Linked DNA regions of Mus musculus: region 1 is linked to region 2. A link is a contact called in public HiChIP or PLAC-seq data. All regions are on one chromosome and are shown on one strand. Each heading gives the region's core, a stretch centred on a gene start, on an enhancer-like site or on the middle of the called end of the contact. The rest is flanking DNA. Distances are from core to core; before and after follow the strand shown. Region 1 holds the start of Rasl10b (RAS-like, family 10, member B). Region 2 overlaps Ap2b1 (adaptor-related protein complex 2, beta 1 subunit).

Evidence for each region. HiChIP or PLAC-seq counts read pairs in DNA pulled down with a chosen protein or histone mark.
Region 1: a contact with region 2 is called in an H3K4me3 HiChIP or PLAC-seq map of embryonic stem cells, with 36 read pairs. The contact joins the promoter of Rasl10b here to the enhancer-like site in region 2. A contact is called at or near these places in 6 of 39 promoter capture datasets (the C10 cell line, the HPC-7 cell line, cranial neural crest and 3 more), 17 of 484 Hi-C or Micro-C datasets (B cells, CD8 T cells, the CH12 cell line and 10 more), 14 of 115 datasets of contacts at active chromatin or transcription factors (bone marrow-derived macrophages, craniofacial prominence, embryonic basal ganglia and 6 more) and 4 of 9 other capture datasets (adipose tissue, liver, macrophages and 1 more).

Annotation. Positions count from the first base shown.
Region 1 is chr11:83,405,962-83,412,864 of GRCm38.p6, forward strand. It overlaps Rasl10b (RAS-like, family 10, member B), which reads left to right and starts at 3,727. Exons shown (of 4, transcript NM_001361568.1): 1 at 3,727-3,920; 2 at 6,517-6,873. The coding sequence starts at 6,658.
Region 2 is chr11:83,336,180-83,342,399 of GRCm38.p6, forward strand. Ap2b1 (adaptor-related protein complex 2, beta 1 subunit) reads left to right here. Exons shown (of 22, transcript NM_001035854.2): 8 at 163-283; 9 at 587-682; 10 at 3,134-3,249; 11 at 5,095-5,260. Among named protein-coding and RNA genes, the nearest start is that of Gm23951, 28 kb to the right of the region's middle. Within about 2 kb of position 3,027, at least 5 of the 459 cell types and tissues checked have an H3K27ac peak or open chromatin away from gene starts, as enhancers often do. A contact at or near this core is called in embryonic stem cells, where this site is marked.

The sequences.
Region 1 (6,903 bases), core at 2,477-4,976, 70 kb after region 2:
AAATGTGTGTTGATAATGGGAGGAGAGAACCAACTCCCAAAAGGTGCTCTCCGACCTAGACACACACACACACCCCATGGCATTCCTGGGTCCCCCAAGGTTAATATTGAGCAGTGAGGCCTCACTGGCAGGGAGAGGCTTGTGCCTGTTCATCTGCACTCATCCACAGTAATGCTGTGCATTGTTACAGTAGAATGGTAAAGCACTCAGCGCCACGACACTTGCTTATCTTGTTCCCCTGCCCATCTGAATTCAGCAGCCCCTGCTTTTCAGGGGAGATGAGGCACTACATCTAACTACAATGTCAGTTTCCTCTTTCTCTCCATAAAAGGTTCTCCCTCCTACTCACCACATCGACCTTTGCTAAGTCCTGAGATAGCCATATGCTCTGAGCAGCTGACCCCTCACACGCCCCCCCAGACTTAAACCTGAGATCACATTGTTTTCTAGCCCTAGAATGGGTATGTTGTTTCTCAGCACTCTCTAGTCTGGGCCTTCCTCCCGCTGCATGCCTTAGTACTTCCGGTCTTGCTTGGACCCAGATTTTTCCCTGCCACCCTCAGCTTTAAGAAGCAAGAGCCTGTTTATTTTAATAGCTGGGATGGCACTTGGGAAAGATCACACCTCCCCCGTTGTTACCCATTTCTATCTTCTGAACACTAATCCTAGAATCCCAGCCAGCCCCCAGACATGGTATTAGCAACAAGGATGTTTCTTGAAAAGTTTCAAGTTGGCTTTGAACTTGCCTTCTCAGTTCTCATTTAGCTTTTGCTCTGCTGTTCTTGATGCTGCCAACAAGGGAAAGCCTCAATTGGGGGCTGGGGAGGGGGCAGGGAGACCTAGATTCTTAGTTGAGAAGTGGCTCTGGAGAACTGTTGTTTCCTGAGCATTGTTTGGGAACAAGACTGCCATCTCTAGGATCAAATCCTCCAGGCAGAACCCCAACACCTGAATTAAGAAAGTGTGACTCCCATCCCCCACTGTTGGTAGGTATAGCAGTATAGCATATGGGAGGGTGAAGGCTCAGTATCAGCTGGCTGTCCTTCCACTCACAACCTACTCACAGCCAGCCTCTAATATCCCTGTGAGAGTCCTCAGTTCTGATAGAACAGGGATGGGCCTGGCCCTTGTCTCATTCCATGGCCTGGCTCCAGATGTTACAGAGGGACACACACAATTGCCCTCCCAGAACCTGAATTTGTGAACCTGCATCTCAGCCACTAGGTATCCTTAGCTGAACCACAGCCAGAAGAGGCTCAAGGCTAGACAGATCAAAGGACCAAACCCTTTGAACTTTCCCAGCAAGGTTATTTCTAGTGACAGAGAATGAACAGGCCCAAGTCAGCTCTCAGCAAAGCAAAATGAGTTAACTTCGGGCAAATGTACCATTTTATAAAGTACTACTTTATAGCAGTGCTTTAAATGACATACCACTGACGGCTAGTATGAGGTTTCGTCATCTGTAGGGGACAGCCTTGCTAGGTTTCTTATTTCTAGTCCCCCTCAAGCTGAAATGGACCTATGTCCTGAGGGAAGAACAGAAAGCCTGTATCCTCAGGCAAGATGAGGATGAAAGTTTTTTGAACGCAGTAGGAAAGAGTGTCCTGGATGATTTAACCAAGCTAAGAGGGTGTCAGTGGCTCCTCTGGAATCTCTCGAGTCCAGTCATATCTGATTCCCACCCAGCCCCAAAGCGGTCCTCTGAGAGAGGGCCCCTGACCTTCCCAGTCCTAATCTTGTTGCAGCATTTGCTCCAGTCCTTCTCAAATCCACATCTCAACTCTTGGCCCCACCTAGAATAAATGGAAATGCTTTCCCACAGTGCTGTTCATCCTGAGAGAGATGACCACACACTGGAGCTCCCTGCCAAGTATTGTGAAGACTTCACACACCGAGGCTCATTTAAGTCCTGTCTGCACCAGTGATGGAAAGGACTAGAATCTATTTCAACTGGCACAGGTTTCTTGCTTCAGTCACATAGTATCGGGCAAGACTGGAGTCAAATATGGGGCTCTCTGGCCGGGAAGCACAGTCATATGACCACCATGCTTTCTGCACAGCAGAGTGGAGACAAGAGTTAGAAAAATGCCCAAAACACAGAGCCCAAAGGGAGAAGTGAAGTGGGTTCTGTGAAATAGATGGAACCCATGGTAATAGCTTTGGAGGATTCAGTTCCATGCGGAAAACCCTTGGTGGATGGATACCAGGCTTGTTTCTCCCCACCACTCTAAAGGCATCGAATGCCCAGCGGTGGTGCACTGTTTCAGGGGCCCTTGTCCATCCAGTACAGGAGTGAGGACACTCCTGGTGGTTTGGGTCTCTGAGAGAGAATCATCCTTGTCAACTTCACCAGAGTTGAAGCCATCTTGGAAACACATCTTCGGGCATGTCAGTGTGTTTCCAGGGACGTTTAACTGAAGGGGGTTTTCCACCTGCATCTCGGGCAGCACCATCCCACGGACTGACTAAAAAGGCAAAAGGGGAAATTGAAATTTGAGCTTAACGCTAACGTGCATCTCTGCTTCCAGGCTGCATGCACAGTGCCAGGGACCTCACATTCCCACCACTTTGCCTTCTGGCTACAATAGATGTGTCTATTGTCATCACAATAGCCAAAACTAAGTCGCTTTTGTCAGGTACTTGCCACACCAACAAGAAAAGTAAAACGGGGGTCTTTGAGACCCTTTTAGGGGAACAAGAAGCAGTCAGGGTCATAACCTCTGTCAGCCTCTTCTGACCCCATTCTTCCAGCCTGAAGCATTCTGTCAGGTCTCTGGACTCTCAGTTGCTCCTAGCCTCAGCTGACCTCTCTGAAGTGGCCCACCTGATTTGCCCTCTAAGACCCCTTTTGACTTCACAAAGGAATTTGTCTGTGGCCTCTCCACTGGACTATGTGAGCCCTCTGCTGAGCTTTTCCGAAGCAAAGCTGCCCTGCTAGTGACACAGCCTTAGCATTCCATTTTGCATTTAAGTAAAAGTAGTTACTCATCCTTTCTCAGCCTCAGTGATCTCATCTGTAAAATGGGGGAAACAACCTCCTTCGTGGAATGTTCTGGGAATTTAACTTGAGGATTTAGGCAAAGCTCTTACCACATTGGAATGTTACCTACTGATAAAAATATGTTGGTGAGGACTATTTTAGATTAAATACAAGAGGAACTGCACCCTCAAGCCCTGCAAATGCTGGGATCTCAAAGGAGAGGGATCCGCAGCCTTAGAGGAGTGGAGGTCATGCTTTGGCAGGGGACCAGCTTTGCTTGGCACTAGCCTGGCCTGCTGTTCCCTGCCGCAGTGAAGGGTGAGAGTGACCACCCTCTACTCCGTCCTTCAGGGGTGGAAGAGCAAGAATCTGGATGCCAGCAACCAGGGCAGGACACACGCTGGGCATCTGCCAGTCACTGACTGACTGTATCGGTAAGGGTCAAAAGGACAGCGTGGGGAGGAGGGGACGAGCCCTGCCGAGGGCAGGGTGCGAGGCTGTGTGGGAAGGGAGTCGCAATGAAGGCAGAGGCTCCGGGGCCTTTCTCGTCCCCGCCCCCAACTCGTCCAGGCTCGAGCTAATTTCTCCCAGGGGAGAGTCGCGGGGGTCGGGGGCGTAGGGGAGGATTGAAGGTTGAGGTTAGGGATTGGGGAGCTGGTCCCGCGGCGCCCCAGTGAATCCGTCGGGCTCGGGGACCCAGCGGAACCCCCCGCGCCCGCCTCCCCCTCCGCCGGCGCGAGTGGGGCGGCGCGCTCCGCAGGGCGAGCAGCTGAGCGACCCTCGGTGCTGCGGCCCCCCGCGCCCCAGCCCGCCGCGCCCGGGCCGCGGGCGGCGCCCCTCATCCTCCCCCCGGGCGGGGGAGCCCAAGGCAGCGCCGGAGCCCGGGGGGAGCGCGGCCGCGCCGGCCAGGGCAGGGGGCAGGCAGCCGGGACGGCCCCGGGTAAGCGGGAGGAGGAGGAGGAGCGGGGCGACCGCGGGGTGAGGGGCAGCCCGGGGAGGGGGCAGCGGGCAAGCCGGAGTGGAGCTGGAGCCGGCAGCCAGCGGGGCTCCTGCAGCCCCCACACCTGCCACCGATCGGGTCACTGGGAGCCCGGCATCCGCCGGCGCCCCCACCCCCACGCGGACGTGGTAGGGACTCACCACCCGAGGACGTACGGCCCGGCCTTTAGGATCCTCAGAACCCCCGACCTTCCCAGTGTGAGGTAGAGACCCAAGATGTCCAGGCCGGGGAAGGGACTAAAAAGAGACTGTGGCCCGAGTGTGTGACCCCTGCCTCTTGCCGGGAGCTGTCTGCAGACTCACTGCAGAATGCAGGCCCTGGGGAAGCTCAGGGGGCCTGGGCCCTGCTTCCTGGGACAGACCTTTCACCCCCACATAACTAGGCATGTGGGCTTAGTAAACTGCTTAGACCCAGGACTTGTGCCTGGGAAGAACTGAAGGGGCATCTGTTCCCTCTGAGTTGGGGACAGGGCCACACTTAGGCCTGGTAGCTCCAGAGGCTTGCCAGTGCATAGGGGGCTGTTCTTGTACCCACTTCTTGACTCCCAGACTGTACCTGGTTTTCGTGTCTGCTACTACTCAAAAAGAGTTGGTTTGGGGGCTTGAGAATCTGCAGATAGGATACATCCTGAAACCTCTGCCACACCCAGAGTGAGTCCGTGTTCTTCTTTCTTGCTCTTTGCCCTCTCGAAGGCCCAGGACTCCCCCATCCCCACCTGCTCGTGCTGTTATGTAATTAACCCAGCTGAGCCTCTTTGCTAAGCTGGCAGCATCCAGGGATGCCCCAGAGGCCTAGGGACCTGAAGGGTTGTGCGTGGTGGTAGCGTTAGTTTTGTCTCCGTAGGAAGCAGGCTCAGAGGAGCACCTGTTGGGGAAGGGACATGCATGAGGCAGGCACAAGAGAGATTAGAGTCCTAGTCTTAGCTAAGGTGGCTTCCTTCCCTAAGTCTCTGGGTCTTGATTTATTGGTGATGGATTTTTGTTCTTCAATAAAATGAAAGGCATCATATACATGCATATGGACATATGGATGCCCAGGTACACACACTGCAAGTTTATGAGCCCATGCAACTGTAGATAGTGACCCATTCCTAGATTGCCAGGAGGTTCAACTGAGCGTCTGGGAAAACCTTAGAGGACAAGTAGCCACGGTTCATTGCAATACCTTCTCTGTGCCAGGCACTGGGCTTTCCGTGGACAACCTCACAATACCTATGAAGTTTCTTGGCCAAGGTCATCCTTTAAATTATTTAAATAAATGGCAGAGCTGGGAGTCTAACCTTGATGGTTCTTGCTCCAAACCCTGCCCTTTATTTACCATTGTGCACATATACATACATAATCGTAGGTTGAGTGTTGTGAACCAGGACAGCCTGGGGGGAGGCATTCACCTATGATCCATGCATATATAAAAACACACACATGAAAACATGATATGATGGAAACCATCAGAGCCCAGGAAACCACCTCTCTGCACCCACTTACTATGGGGGGGTTCATCATTCAGCCCAGGTTTTCTCCTTCCAGCGAAGAGGTTTACTGAGGCTGTCTTGGGGGCTATTGGCTTTGCTCTACACACGTGCAGAGCATGAGTCCAAAGCAGACGTTTTACTCACAAACCTACAGCTAAAATTCATCAAAGCTAGGGTTTGTGTTCAAGCTCTAAAAGTCACAGGAACTGAGCCAGCGAAAAGGTAATGAATTCATCGCCAGCGTCCAGCCCCTTCCTGGGCAGCAGCTGTGTGCTGCCAGGCCCTCTGAGCGCCAAGGGACGTCATAGACTCAGACCCGGCTTTTAGCTTGTCACTGTTTAGAATTACTAAGCTTAAACACGCAAAGCACCGCAGAAAGTAGCTGAGGTTCCAAGCTATGTGGTTTGGAGCGCACAGAACTTCTCTGAAGTGCAAATAGGAATACTTCTCCCTTAGGGGCATTGTATTGACCGAGGATAACTGTGTGGGCAGGCTAGCAGCCAGTGCTCTAATGTATTACTCTCTAGAGTCAATGCAGTCATCTAGTTCAGTGGGACTTTGGGAAATACTGGGGGCATTTTAGGTCATCTTGGTAACTGGAGGCTGCTGTGGGCACTTACCTCCTGAGAGTCTTAAAATTAAGATGTCCAGAATATGATGAGAGCAGTTCTGTACAGAAAAGAGTTTCCTCCCCTGAGGATGCCAAGAGGGCATCCATTAAAATGCATTTGTTCTTCAGGATGAGATGGAGAGAGGCTGATGTTTGTCCCAGGCTTGGGGCTGGGACTGAAGTTTAAATCCAAGTCTAGTTAGTGCTCTCTCTGCTGTGCACTGAAGTATGCTTTGGTGGAGGGAAATTGGAGCCTGTGAAGAATCAAGGGTTTCAAACAAAAAGAGTGGATAAGAAAGAACTTGGGGATAGATGGAGATAGAGGGTCTAGAAAAAGAATGCTTTCCAAGTGGCAATGGTAGCTTCAGCAATGATGTAGTGGTGGGAAAGTTCAGCAGAGATCCAGGAATAAGCCAGAGCACTGAGCCATCCCCCTCCACCTCTTGTCCCCCCAGTCTAGGTGGTGGCCACAGAGGGCCAGAGGCAAGCAGAGGGAGCAATGGTTGTTCCTGACGGTGGCTGAGCCCCCAGCCCCTGGAATATGCAGCCCGGAGGAGCCCCAGGCAAGGACGCGGTGGCGGAGTGGGGCGGGAGGCATGGTCTCCACCTACCGGGTGGCCGTGCTGGGGGCTCGAGGTGTGGGCAAGAGTGCCATCGTGCGCCAATTCTTATACAACGAGTTCAGCGAGGTCTGTGTGCCCACCACCACCCGCCGCCTCTACCTGCCTGCTGTGGTCATGAATGGCCATGTGCACGACCTGCAGATCCTGGACTTCCCACCCATCAGCGCCTTCCCTGTCAACACACTGCAGGTAAGCTCCCTTGGACAACAGGCAACAGGG
Region 2 (6,220 bases), core at 1,777-4,276:
GGGTGGGAGGGAGGCCCAGTAGAGGCTTAGGCGGGACATTTACGAGGGTTTTCCGCCTGAAGAGGGCAGGCAGAAAGACTGACTTGATTTTCATACAGGCCAAGGAGGACATGCCAGTAAATGCATTCCGTCACCTTCCTTTCTTGTGTTTTTGTATCACAGGCCTGAAATCTTGAAGCAGGAAATCAAGGTCTTCTTTGTGAAGTACAATGATCCTATCTATGTTAAACTAGAGAAGTTAGACATCATGATTCGTCTTGCATCCCAAGCCAACATTGCTCAGGTCAGACCTTAAGCTATCCTAAGTTTGTGCCGGCTGAGAGCTTAAGATCTGGCATTCAGAAGGTCATGGAATTGCTGTTGAAACTCTTTAAAGGGGGCTGATGAGATGGCTCAGTTCTCTTCCAAAGGTACAGAGTTCAAATCCCAGCAACCACATGGTGGCTCACAACCACCCATAATGAGATCTTGCGCCCTCCTCTGACACATCTGAAGACAGCTACAGTGTACTTATGTATAATAATAAATAAATCTTCTTTTTTTTTTTTAATCTTTAAAGGTTATTTACTTCTTGGATATTTGACAGGTTCTGGCGGAGCTGAAGGAATATGCCACTGAAGTTGATGTGGACTTTGTTCGCAAAGCTGTGAGGGCCATTGGACGGTGTGCCATCAAAGTGGAGGTAAGGCCCCCCAGGAGATGAGATCGCACATATGGGATTGTGAGTGTTCATTATTTTACAGTGTGTATACATTGAGGTTTGTCAACATACTTAATGAGTAAAATAATTTTTAAAAATGTATTTAATGTATATGGGTGTTTTGTCTGCATTATGTCTGTATCTTGTATGTGTCAACTACCTGTGTAGGCCAGAAGGGGTTTTCGTACCCCCTGGAACTAGAATTCAGATGGTAGATTATGGACCACCATGTGGGTGCTGGGACTCTAATCCATGTCCTCTGGAAGAGCAGCCATCGCTCTTAATCCCTAAGCCTTCTCAGGCTCAGATTAAAGAATTTTTAACAAAACATCACTGCCCCTGCTTCCTTCCCTTCTTTACCTAGATCCACTTGCCAAAAGGATGGCTTTTAACTCTTTTGTATTAGATTATTTTGATACTTCCATATCCATAAATAATTTTGTTATTATTTATTGATTTCTTAGTTATAGATTTTTATCTTTTCAGCATACCCCCTGCCCCCCAAGCATTTTGGGGTGCTCATTGGTTTTACTTTTTAAGACAGAGTCTTACTATATAGCCCAGGCTAGCCCTAAACTCACATTCCCTGGGCCTCAGTCTCCCAAATGTGGGATTCCAGACATGAGCCTCTACGCCTGGCTTTTATTTTGTTTTCTTTTCTGTACATAGCTTTTGGTTAATATGTGTTCTTAGGTATTGTATTTTGTTTTGATTTTCATTTTTTTTTGATGCTACCTATTTATTTATTATTTTATATATTTATTGTTCAAGGCGGCAGCATGAGCCAAGGTCCATATGTGGAGGTCAGAGGACAGTTTGTAGGAATTGATTCTCTCCTTCCACCATGAGGCTCCTGGAGATCAGTCTCAGGTCATTAGGCCTGGTGGCTAGTGCGTTTATCTGATGATCCATCTGGCTGGCCCTAATACAGTACCACTTATTGATTGCTTTTTAGACTTAATAGACTTTCCCAGAGTCTAGATTGGACCTCATACCTCTGTCCCCTTTAGATGACTAAATCTGGAGGCTTGTGACAGTCAAAAGTTTTAGATGATGTTGTGTGGTTCCTTTTGAATTGTGACAAGAGGCACACAATTTAATGACCTGTAATAGTTCAGAGGGATAATTGTTCAGACTTGCCATTAAGTTTTGGGAACTTTTCTCACAATCCTATCCTTAAAAAAAAAAAAAAATCACAGTATCAAGAAATCTATTTTATCAGTTTGTAGTATATATTCAATTAATAAAAGATGAATGGGAGCCAGATGTGGTGGCACATGCCTTTAATCCCAGCACTTGGGAGCAAGAGGCAGGCAGATCTCAGAGTTCAAAGTCAGCCTGGTTGGTCTACAGAGAAAGTTCTAGGGCAGCCAGGACTTTACAGAAAAGCCCTGTCTAGAGCCGGGTGTGGTGGCGCACGCCTTTAATCCCAGCACTTGGGAGGCAGAGGCAGGCAGATTTTTGAGTTCGAGGCCAGCCTGGTCTACAAAGTGAGTTCTAGGACAGCCAGGGCTAAATAGAGAAACCCTGTCTTAAAAAAAAAAAAAAAGAAAGAAAGAAAAGAAAAGAAAAAGAAAAGCCCTGTCTAAAAACAACAACAACAACAAAAAACAAAAAACAATAAACAAAATCTCTTAGAATATTTTGAGCCATAGATAAATGAAAAAAAAATTGTAAGTCCAAACAAAATTCCTAGGTTTAGATACACGCTGTGCTGGAGGCCAGAGAGATGGCTCAATGGTTAAGAGTATTTGCTGATCTGTCATGAGAACCAGAGCCCAGTTTTCAGAAACCACATCAGAGAGAGAGAGAGAGAGAGAGAGAGAGAGAGAGAGCACGCACACATACACACCCCCTACCTACTTCCTAGAGAGAGAGGGAGAGAGGGAAGGAAGAAAAGGAGAGGGAAGGAAAGGAGAGGGGAGGGTGGGAGGAAGGGAGAGGCCAGTAAAGAAACACCAAAAACACCCTATTCAGTGTCTGTTCACTTAAGAATTCCAGTAAGGATCCCCAGTGTTGATGTGTTCTTCAGTTACCTTCCTTTCCTTCTACTCTCCTGGCTTTTGTTTGTTTGGTTTTCTTAATGTTTTCCCCATTGTCCAGGTTACTGTTCACTCGTTTAACAGAGTTATGTGGAAGATAGAGATCGCTTGCTCAGTGCAGAGCTCTTGACTAGCCAGTGGGAGGCCCGAGGTTTGCTCCTAGCAAAACACACAAAACCAAACCCAAAACTGTTTTCAATGTGTTTGCTAATGAATAAAATCTGGTATATTCCTAGAATTGTTAATGCTGATATACATTGTATCATTTAGCCTCTAGTAGCTTTAGCAGAGTCAGTGCCTGTCTGACTCAGGCAGTGTACTTGTATGTTTCCTTTTCTGTGTTGAGATAGTGTTATTGGATTAACTTAAGTGTTGATGTTTCTTTCCCTAGCAATCAGCAGAACGCTGTGTAAGCACACTGCTTGATCTAATCCAGACCAAAGTAAATTATGTGGTCCAAGAGGCAATTGTTGTCATCAGGGACATCTTCCGAAAATACCCCAACAAGTATGTCAAAATTCATGTAATCTTCTTTCTCAGATCATTTGGGAAACGTATAAGTAAGGCACTTTGAAATTGACTCGGTAAGAATTATTATTCCATATATAACTGGTCATAGTAGATTTTTTTTTAATGAAGTCAGAGATACATAGTGGGTATCAAACAGACACTAAAACTTCTCGTTTAAATATGGGAATGGAGTTTTAAGTTGGCCCCATGTGCTGGGATTACAGGCATGAGCCACCATAGCAGCTGTTCATTATTTTTGTAGAAATGAGGCTTAGCTTAAGTATATACTTGGCATAGACTACATCAAACACATAAGATTGTTTGTTGTGTCAGAGTTACCATTACACAGGAAGCCTATTTATCCCTAGGTGTCTTGATACACTCGCTCCATGCAGACCAATGATTGTGTCCTTCCTCCTCTCAGAATAACTTTTCCAGCCGCCATGCTGTTTGCTCAGCATGGGGCCCCACTGCCTTGTGGGAGCAGCAGAGTGCATTCAATAAGTTACTCCCCTGGCCTCTGCTGACACACTGGGGCTGCTCCCACAGGGATCATTTACATCACAAAGTTTTTACTGGGGCTCTTAGTTCATAAAACAAAATACTTTGATTCTGAGACCTGCAGTCCAGAATTAGTGCAGGATTTGGGTTTTTGTGAGATTTTTTTTTTGTTTTGTCTTGAGAAGTGTTATTTTTAGAAAGAGGACCACCACCTTTTACTCAACTCCCTCCAAAAGTGAAGGATCAAGTTTCTAAACTGTTTTGTTACAGGTTAAGGAAAAAAAAAAGATCAATAGAGAAATGTGTAAAACTTGTGTAAATAAGGGGTTATGACAGTTTAATTTCAAGAAAATAGTCAGAGTCTGGTTTAATAAGTAGGAATAGGGCAGATACTTGGCCTAGTATACTAGTTATCCACATTAATATATTCTGTTTCAGTCTAATGTTGAAAATCACATTAGCCAGCTAGATCTGATGGCATGGGCCTATAATCTCAGCTATTCAGGAGGCCAAGACAGGACATGGACAAGCTCAAGCCAACCCTTGCAACCTAGCAAGACCCTGCTTTAAACAAGAGGAGAGCAGTAGGCTGAGAATACTGCTCATAGGAAAGAGTTTGCCTGGTATGTGTTGGATCCTAGGTTCAGTCTTCAGTAATAAAAATAAAATTTTAAGTTATGTTAGTAAAGGACGTATAGATTCAGCAAGGTGAATACGTAGTTATAAGAAAGGTTGATTTTTAAACACAAGATAATGGTATTTTCTTATACCACAGGTTAATTTATTCCCTCGTGAACATGTCTGTCTCATGAGCTCTTGTACAAGTTTAAAGCTTAGTTACTAAAACATAATTGAACTGGCTTTGGTGGCACACACCTTTAGTCCCATCACTCAGGAGGCAGAGGCAGATGATCTCTGTGAGTTCAAGGCCAGCCTGGTCTACAGAGTGAATCATAGGACAGCAAGGTCTACATAGAGAGTCCCTGTCTCAACACAACAAACCATAATTGAAGAACAGTGGTTCACAGTCATCTGTAACTCCACTCCCAGGGGATCCAACACTGCCTTCTGACCTCTGCAAGTACCAGGCCTTCATGTGATACACACACGTACATGCAAGCTAAACACTCATATATGCAAATTTATAAAATTGTACATAAAAAATATTTTAAAGCATATTTGAAGAAAAATTTAAGCCATGCAATTTTGACTTACTACATTCTGTTGACTAAAAACCTTTGCAGCTTGGAATCCCTTGTGTATGGTTTTTTTACTTTAGCTTCTACTGTTAAATACAGTTCTTAGTTTTGGCCTTAGTAACTAGTCCATTTGTTACAACAGGTATGAAAGTATTATTGCCACCCTCTGTGAAAACTTGGACTCCCTGGATGAACCCGATGCCCGAGCAGCTATGATTTGGATTGTAGGAGAATATGCTGAAAGAATCGATAACGCAGATGAATTACTAGAGAGTTTCCTGGAAGGTTTTCATGACGAAAGCACCCAGGTAAGTCTCTTCCATCCCGTGCTCTAGATCTCTTCAGAACAAGAGCTGAGAAGGTGAAATGTTAGCTAGTTTTTTGTGTATGTTTGTTTGTCATGGTTTCTTCGTCTCAAAAGGGATGATCGTTTTGGTCAGCACTGTTTTCTAGATAACAAAGCTGCAGCGCTTAGAGCAGTGGTCATAGACTATGATGGGCATTGGAACATTTGGGGGCTGAGGAGACACAGAGCGAGAAGCACCTGCACAGTCAGTTCCCACCTGCTGCGGTGCTGCTCCAGAAGAGAGCGAACTTCCCTGCAGTGATGTTGAGCAGTAATCAGGGTCTTATTTTCTGTCACTTAAGGATGATTACAAATTGTCCTTGGTATTTGCTGTTGCTCATTATAGTGCAGCATAGCGAGGTTTGAGAAGATTCTACATAGATGATTAGATTTCTTCCCATCTGTCCCTCTCTCCAACTAAAATTAGAGTCAGAGGCTCAGAGAGGCAGTCAGATTATTAAGCCCTTTCTCCCTGGCATTTGTGCTCATAGCAAATAGAACTTTGTGTATGTAATCCATTATAGTAATTTAATAGGCCTAATATTAATAGTGGCACAGCAGGCTCCCTCTAATTGGCTCTAATCTGACACAATTCTGTTTTGGCTCCTATCCCAGTATGGCAAATGATGTCATGAGTCCTTCAGACTTGTAAGCTTTGGTCAATGTAAATAATACACGGTTTGGTGAAGAGCCATTCTTACTACTTTATGTATGTACTATAAAAAATACATTTAAAGGCTGGCTCAGAGGACAAGCCTGGCAACCTGGGTTTGGTCCCTGGAACTCGTGTAAAGGTAAAAGGAGAGAATTCACTCCACAGAGTTGACCTCTACGTGTGCACTGTGACACATGCACTCACACACATCACGCATCCAGACATATCATCATCATTTTTTTTTTATTAAAATAAAGAACAGTTGAA